2 separate regions of the Danio rerio genome follow, and region 1 is linked to region 2. The links are chromatin contacts, called in public HiChIP or PLAC-seq maps. All regions are on one chromosome and are shown on one strand. The core of a region is the stretch at or near the end of the contact, and the rest is flanking DNA. Distances in the headings are between cores, read along the strand shown.

The links. HiChIP or PLAC-seq counts read pairs in DNA pulled down with a chosen protein or histone mark.
Region 1: a contact with region 2 is called in an H3K4me3 HiChIP or PLAC-seq map of gastrula embryo, with 2.3 times the contacts expected there. The contact joins the promoter of zgc:113229 here to the promoter of ctbp1l in region 2. A contact is called at or near these places in 2 of 4 datasets of contacts at active chromatin or transcription factors (embryo and gastrula embryo).

The regions. Positions count from the first base shown.
Region 1 is chr14:26,244,880-26,248,902 of GRCz12tu, forward strand. zgc:113229 reads left to right here and starts at 1,791. Exons shown (of 6, transcript NM_001017913.1): 1 at 1,791-1,928; 2 at 2,023-2,790. The coding sequence starts at 2,029.
Region 2 is chr14:26,130,116-26,134,801 of GRCz12tu, forward strand. It overlaps ctbp1l (C-terminal binding protein 1-like), which reads left to right and starts at 3,187. Exons shown (of 11, transcript NM_131714.3): 1 at 3,187-3,300; 2 at 4,338-4,395.

The sequences.
Region 1 (4,023 bases), core at 541-3,040, 110 kb after region 2:
TCTCATAAGTTTAAAACATGAAAAGCTGTTTGAAAACAATTTATGAGCATTCAGTTCGTTATGGGTGTAAAGTAAAACTAAATACCTTCAGTTCAGGGGTTTCCTTTTTTCTTTAGATGCAAGATTGTTTTAAAACATCATCCTCATGTGATATAAAAATACATATCAATGGGCTATATGCACAGCTAGTGTCTTTCTGACAATTATAAACTTCTGGTTAAAGCTTAATGTAACTATTTTCAGTTTTATGAGGTTCCTTTAACAGCATTGATGTTATAATGTAATTCAAATATAATCAGTTAAATAGACTTAGAAATCCATTTCGTTGTTAAAGCATAAAAAGAGAAGAAAGACCATTTAAACGTAGATGCCGTCATTAGCCACAGGCTAGCTCTGAAACTCCATTGAAAATACTGGGGTAAAATAAACTGCCATATTTTAAAGACATGGCGTGGAAAAATATAGTTTAATGCTTCTTGTTTGGTCTGATACTTTATATCGTGTCTCAGCCAGGCAGTGAAGATCGCTGTTTTTTTTTAAGAGCTCAGATCTTAAACTCAACGATTTTGTATAAGATGACAATAAACCTGAAGCCCTGGGGCTGGCAGACTGAAATTAAAAGTCTGTGTGCATATACCCCATTATATGGCTAAATTTAGTTTCTGTTAGCTTTATAAAGACATTCTACTTTTTGCTCTTTTTTATTTATTTACATAATTATTTATTTACTTATTTTAATATTTATTGTTAATATCAATCTGCAATTATATGTTTGTTTTAACTGAAAATGTAGAATGATGTTTTGTACTATTTGCTTTATAATTATTAGATTATTTAAATTAAATTTGTTTCAATTGTTAATTTTTCATTATTTATTTTAATCTTACATTTTATTTCTGTTAATTCAACTATTTATGAGGCGGCATGGTGGCTCAGTGGTTAGCACTGTCCCCTTACAGCAAAAAGGTTGCTGGTTTGAGTCCCGGCTGGGCCAGTTGGCATTTCTGTGTGGAGTTTGCATGTTCTCCCTGTGTTCGCATGGGTTTTCTTCAGGTGCTGCGGTTTTCCCCACAGTCCAAAGACCTTCGCTATAAGTAAATTTTATAAACTAAAGTTCATTCCACTATGGCGAGCCCTGATGAATAAAGGGACTAAGCCGAAGGAAAATGAATTAATGAATAATTCAGCTATTGTTTTAAACATATTTAGTTTGTTTGTACACTTTTATTTTTTTCTCCTAATGCAGACCCAAAGAGTCTTCCATATACAAGTGAATACGAATGTAAACTTACAGTACAATGCATTTAGCCTGCACTACAACAACAATGTACAGTATTTGTAGACGTGCTTTTGTTTAATGCATATTTTCTTTTTCCCCTGAAGAAAATTAGTTGACACCCATTAATTTGAAATTAAACTATTTGAAGTATGAACTGAAGTCAAGTTTGAACTTGAAAGGAAGCAATACTTTACACCATAATTAGATGTGAGATAAACGTATTTCAATATAAGCATATAATGTATTGTATTTTACTTTGTATACACATTAGTATAGATCTGCAGATATCCACCTGAACACCATAATTACTGACGCAGTGATTCATAGAAAGACATCAAAATGTTCTTAACATACTTTCAGGCATAGTTTCTCAACTATTCAGCGGCTGGTCAGAGGGAGTGACAAAAATACAAAATGTTTCACCCTGACACACTTGTCTTACCTGTCCATCTGGGTGTTAGATACGCCTCCTTTTTTACCATTCTTTACACACTTCTTCCTTCTGCACTTCACAAATCAAGAAAATGTTTTGAGAGAACACAAATGGAATGGAAGTTGAGCCAAATTAATAATGGATGGAAATAAACACTTGGATGGACTAACTTGGTGGCACAAATGAAGGATCTGTGGAATCATAACTAAGTTGCATGTAAGTTGAGCCTCTAAAGTCATTCTACCTGTCTGTGTTCATCTATCCAGTATTTGTGAGCCGTCTGTACTCATATGTGCGCATGTGGTTTCAGAGCCCAATGGCGGAGCTGAACCCTGTCTCAGACACTCATGCCTTACTGGAATCTATGCTTCAGAAATTACGATTGAACACTCAACAGACCAACAGCAGTTCAGTCACTGATATGCAAACATGCAGTGCTTCTGAATCAGCAGAGGATTCATCTAAAACAAACCTTTACCAATTTGGAACCTCCATCAGAAGTAAAGAGCAAGATGGACGCAGCTCAGTTTGGAATAACTGGGGGAACTCTTGGACTCAACAGTCTCCTAATTTTGGAAGCGCATTGACTCCTGCAGCTAAAAAGCCTGCCAAAAGGATCACTAAACACTTAGCGTCTTCTGCTAAACCTAAACGTCCACCATTAATATGGGGAGAAAACAAGCGTTTTATCTCAGAGAGATCTAATGATGTCACTTCCAGTGTTGGGAATGAACAGTTTTCCCTGGGAGGGGAGATCAGGTCAAATGTGCCACCTTTATACCAAACTGAAACCTTCAAAAACCCTCCTGACCTTCTCGCTCCAACACTAACGCCATCATCTTTAGTGCTGGACAAAACCGAGGTCAGGGGTCAGTGGAGTTGGGCTGCCGAGAGTGAGAAAAATATAGGTGGAGGATTTATTGAGCTACCAGAAAAAACGACAAAGACAAGTAGGAAGACGTGGGGGGAGCCTAAAAGATGGGCTCAGAGTGTGAAGGAGAGATGGAGAGAGAGACGCAGAGGCACACAGAGCAGACAAAGAGATGATGGACAGACCCAGATGCAGAATAAAGCACAGGTTAGTATTAATTTGAGGATGTTGCATTTAAATCTAAATTTGGTCTCAGGTTTGCAAAACAGTAAAATCATTGCAAGTATAAGCCAGACACAGAAAACCGCCAGATCACAGCATGCTAATTTTAAAGGAGTTCACCCCAAAATGATAGGCATTTATTACCATATATAACCATTTATTCGGGTAGTGCTGTCGCCTCACTGCAAGGTCACTGAGTCGAGCTTCAGCTGGGCTAGAGAGCATTTCTGTATGGAGTTTGCATGTTCTCCCCGTGTCTCCGGGTGCTCCAGTTTACCCCACAGTCCAAAGACATGTATAAGTAAACTGGATAAGCTAAACTGTCAGTAGTGTATGTGTGTGTATGTCCTGGTCTTCCAGGTTGAGGGTTGAGCATTGGGTTAACCTTGTAAAATTAAATGTTACGAAACACCAACATGGTGCAGCTAAATATCAGCTTCGATATAAACGGCCCTGGGAGTAAATATAAATAAAATGTATTCATTTCTTCTTCCTCGTGTTTAAAACTTTAAGTGTTTCTTTCACCCGTTGAACACAAAAGGAGCTATTTTGAAAAAGGCTGGCTGCTGGGACCCATCAGCTTCAATAGTAGGAAAGACATTACTAAAAAATGAAGTCAATATGTTGGCACGGTGGCTCAGTGGTTAGCAGTGGTTAGCAAGATCGCTGGTTGCAGTTCTGACTGGGCCAGGAAGCATTTCTATGCAGAGTCTCCATGGTTTCCAAAGACATGCCATAGTGAATGAGTGCATGTGCATGAATGTGAGAGAGTATGGGTGTTTCCCAGTACTGGGTTGCAGCTGGAAGGGCATCTGCTGCGTAAAATAGTTGGCGGTTCATTCCCTGATAAATAAGTGACTAAGCTAAAGTTAAAAGTAGGGAATGCATGAAGTGAACAAAGTCAATGGGTGCCAACTACCAGCATTGCGCTTAAAACATTTGAAATGCATACATGATACATTTAAAGATAACAACCTAACAACACCACAGCAACTACATTTCACTGTGATAAATAGGCATCCGAAAACAACATGAGGCAATGTGACTTGTTGCCTAATTACCCTATGAGACAGCGATGCTGGAAGCAGTGTTTGTTCACAGACACCTCAAAAAAAAAAAAAGATTTTAGAAAGACTTCTGAGAGAGTACAACTAAATAGAGTGAGCTTTGACCATAACAAAGGGAATATTTGCTTATTAAAAGACATCAAACATTGGT
Region 2 (4,686 bases), core at 1,937-4,436:
TAAGACAATTGAATCATCTCTTACATATGCAGTGAATCAAAAGTTACTTTTCAATGGGGATGAAGTTAAAGGGAAGTATCTATCTACACTTGCTCTGCACTTTATTAGGTACATCTTACTAGTACTGGGTTGGACCCACTTTTGCCTTCAGAACTGCCCTAATTCTTCATAGCATAGATTTAACAAGGTACTGGAAAAATTCACACAGTTGCTGCAGATTTTCCGGCTGCACATCCATGGTGCAAATCTCCTGTTCTACCACATCCCAAAGGTGCTCTATTAGACTGTGTTCATGTGACTGTGGAGGCCATTTGAGTACTGTAAACTCATTGTCATGTTCAAGAAACCAGTCTGAGATGATTCACGCTTTATGACATGGTGGGTGTGTTATCCTGCTGGAAGTAGCCATCAGAAGCTGAGTACTCAGTGGTCATAAAGGGATGGACATGGTCAGCAACAACACTCAGGAGTGGCACCCGGTGTGGTCTTCTGCTGCTGTAGTTCTCGGGCCTCAAGGTTGGACATGTTGTGCGTTCAGAGATGCTCTTCTGCATACCTCGGTTGTAACGAGTATTTATTTGAGATCTGTTGTCTTTCTATAAGCTGGAGCCAGTCTGGCCATTCTCCTCTGACCTCTGGCATCAACAAGGCATTTGCGACCACAGAACTGCCGTTCACTGGATATTTTCTCTTTCTCAGACCATTCTCTGTTAACCTTAGTGATGGTTTTGTGTGAAAATCCCAATAGATGAGCAGTTTCTGAAATACTCAGACCAACCTGTCTGGCACCAGCAACCATACAATGTTTAAAGTCCCTTAAACCACCTTTCTTCTCCATTCTGATGCTAAGTCTGAACTGCAGCAGATTGTCTTGACTATGTCTACGTGCCTAAATGCATTGAGTTGCTGCCATGTGATTGGCTGATTAGAAATGTGCATTACTAAGCAGTTGGAGAGGTGTACCTAATAAAGTGGCCAGTCTATCTATCTATCTATCTATCTATCTATCTATCTATCTATCTATCTATCTATCTATCTATCTATCTATCTGTCTATCTATCTATCTATCTATCTATCTCTATCTATCTATCTATCTATCTATCTATCTATCTATCTATCTATCTATCTATCTATCTATCTATCTATCTATCTATCTATCTGTCTGTCTGTCTGTCTGTCTGTCTGTCTGTCTGTCTGTCTGTCTGTCTGTCTATCTATCTATCTATCTATCTATCTATCTACAGTATCTATCTACAGTATCTATCTGTCTGTCTGTCTGTCTGTCTGTCTGTCTGTCTGTCTATCTATCTATCTATCTATCTATCTGTCTACAGTATCTATCTATCTGTCTACAGTATCTATCTATCTATCTATCTATCTATCTATCTATCTATCTATCTATCTATCTATCTATCTATCTATCTATCTATCGATCGTGCTGGATAATTTGGCCATTCATTCCGCTGTGGCGACCCCGGATTAAAAAAAGGGACTAAGCCGACAAGAAAATCAATGAATGAATTGCTTTACCTGTGTTTGCTGTGTGATGGGCTTCATTGTCCTGCTGTGTAGTTGAGTAGGTGAACTGAGGGGAAGAAGCACATGTTGCTGAAGGAGCTCCTGGTGAACATTTGTGTTCTCTTTGGCATTTCGTTTTATTAGAGATTCAAGTCCTGCTGAACAAAAGAATCTCCAAACCACCGCTCTTCACCTCCACTTTTTACTGACTTTAATGCAGACACTTTGGCTTCAGTCTTTCCCCAGTTTGATGCTTCCCATCTGCATGTGCTCCTCAGCAAATGTTGGTGTAGTCTTTTGATTTGGTTTGGTCACTGCAGAGTAAACATTCGATCCACTTGTTTTAAGTGTCGAGACACTGAATGAGACACATCTTTACACTGTTCAGTGCTGAACTGATAATCAATTCCAGCTACAGCCTTGAATTGATAAGATTTTCTGCATTGTTCTGTCCTTTCATGCATGTTTGTCTTTCATGGACGACCAGCCTTTTTGAGCGACATAATGGAGATCAGTGGCATTTTAACCCTCAAGAGTCCATAAGCATATTAATTAATTCATTCATTTTCCTTCAACCTAGTCTCTTAATTTCAGGGGTCGCCACAGAGGAATGAACCACCAACTAAGGACATTTTTGGAAAAATCATTTTATTTTAATTGTTTTTTAATAGTTTCCTTAACCTGAGCAGTTCAGTTTTTCTAACTTTACCATCTGAACACAAACTCAAATCAACAATGTTAAGCAGCAGAAAAAATCCTTAATCATTCCCAAAAATGGGAACTCATACGTAATGAATGGGAAATAAAAAATTCTAAGCATTTTATTTTTATTTGTCCAATAAAATCAAATAAATCTATCACAATGGCGATCAATCATGTACCTAAATGAGGTCTGAGTCTATACAATTTTCAAACCTCAATATAAGAAAAATTCAGTGACAGACACAAAAAACAGCCCCTGTCCCTTATAAATATTTTGATATTTTTATGACTTGATGTCACCAAGTTTAAGTTTTGGTTGGTCTGAACTGACTGCAGTGATGTTTTTGCTAAAGAGATATTATCTATGACATAAAGAATAAGCATATTTTACATAAACATCCAATTTTAAAAAATGGTTAAATTTTTTTAAATAGTTTATTTTATCTGAATAGTTCAAGACATGGCTAGGTTTTATAAGTTTGCCACTTGAGCAAACAAAACAAGAGGACATTATTCAACACAGTTTTCTTTAGGTCCTGCATAACTCATCCCATAGAATATTAATGAGGAATACTACAATTAAAAGCATTTTTAAATTGTACTTTTAGAGGGTAAAAATAAATACTTGTCACTGAATAATTGATGACCAAATTTAAGCACACAGACTTACATACAGGCAGTTTGCCAGCATAACGAATTTCACAACCACAGCTCAAGATAAAAGCTGAATAGCTACTAAATGACCACGTGTCAAGTGTAGAGTGCGACACATCTTACTCATCTGTTCGCTGTGTTTGTCAAGTACATCCAAATTAATCGGATGTATGTTGAATTTAAACCGAGCGAGCTCAGTCTCAATTTCCCGCTTGAGGTACCGCAGAGCGGCCTGCGGGAGGCGCTCGTCCGCGCGGAGCTCATGTTTGCACTCTGAATATTCGCTCTTTCACAGCACGTTGTCTGTGCGGCCTCGACTTCCTTTTCTGTGCAGATTTCATGGCGAGTGATAGCGGAGAAGAGTTGATTCACCTACCGTGACCACACTGACCCGCACATCAACCTCCAGAGACGCCTTTTTGTCGGGTGAGTGGGGCGCGTTACTCCGTTTCTGGGTCATATTTGACACATTACTCACATCGGAGTCTCGATTGTGTGCGCTAAGAGACTGCTATGTGTTATTATTACTGTGTACCTCTCATACTATGTGTATGTGTGAGTGTGTTTAATGTTTGGTAGCTCAGTTAGCAACCACAGTCAAAGCGCCTTTCTCAGTGCGTATTTTACAGCAAGTAGAGCAACGATGCTAACGACGAATATAGTTATAATTCCCACTTTAAAACAAAAATAAGTTCATAAGACTTCCGTGAACTGTTTTGTCCACTTGTTTTGGGGTTAATTGTGTAGTCAGTTGCATTGTGTCTTGCTGCATCTGCTAATTAGCTAGCGCAAGGCTAACTGAATAACTTGCAGCGAGCGGGCGACGCGACAAAACTAGGACGCTTCCGTTTTAATTGACCGAAAATGCAGTTTTGTGGTGATTAACGTGAGTATTTGAGTCCGCAACCGTTGATCTGGCGCTCGCCGAGTGTCCGCGCGCGGAGTCCAGCGGTCCCGCGATCATTCCCGGCGGAGAGACGCGGCGATAGCAATATCCTCGCAGGATTCATCAATATTTCACTTAATTTAACTTAGTTTTCCTGCGCTGGACTACACAACACAACCACAGTGATGTTTAGAAAGAAAATAGATGAAGAAGTTTTAACTTTGTGATTCTTTACTTGTCTCATACTTCAAATAAGCCATCAAAACGTACCTACTAAACAGTACTGTTTATTAAACACGTTTATCTGCCTCCTCTGATCGTTTTATTTGGATATCCAATGGTGCAAAATGTAACTGGAGTGGTTTTAAAAACTTGTTTTAAACGGTCGTTTGGAGTGTTTGAGGCGCTACAACATCAATGCATGTGAAATGGGCGTTATTTCTATTGCGAGCACACGAGACTTACAATTTCGTGTATTATGAAAAAGTAATTAAATGTCTGTGCATTCTTATGATTTTGACTTAATTCCATCTTCATGGTCTGTTCTCTTTCATAAATGTTTAATTTCCCCCTTCAGCTGCCATTGTAAAGACTGTGACGTCAGCAGAGTGGTTGATTTGCTTTGACATCATCAAGTAGGTGGTTGCATTATTATTATTATTATTATTATTATTATTATTATTTTCAGTCATCTCTATTTTTACAAATCTGTCATATATGTGGGTGAACGAGCCTCACAGTGTAACTTCACAAACAGGTAGTTGTGTGTTACACCAGATGAAAATGTGCATGTTATTTTTACATGATTATTAGATCAGAGTAGGCATGGGCTGATATAAGATTCTGACGGTATGATAAGTTTGACGGTATTGTGATTACTGCTATAAAATATATTCTTTTTAAATGTCTGGGTAAAAAACTACTTT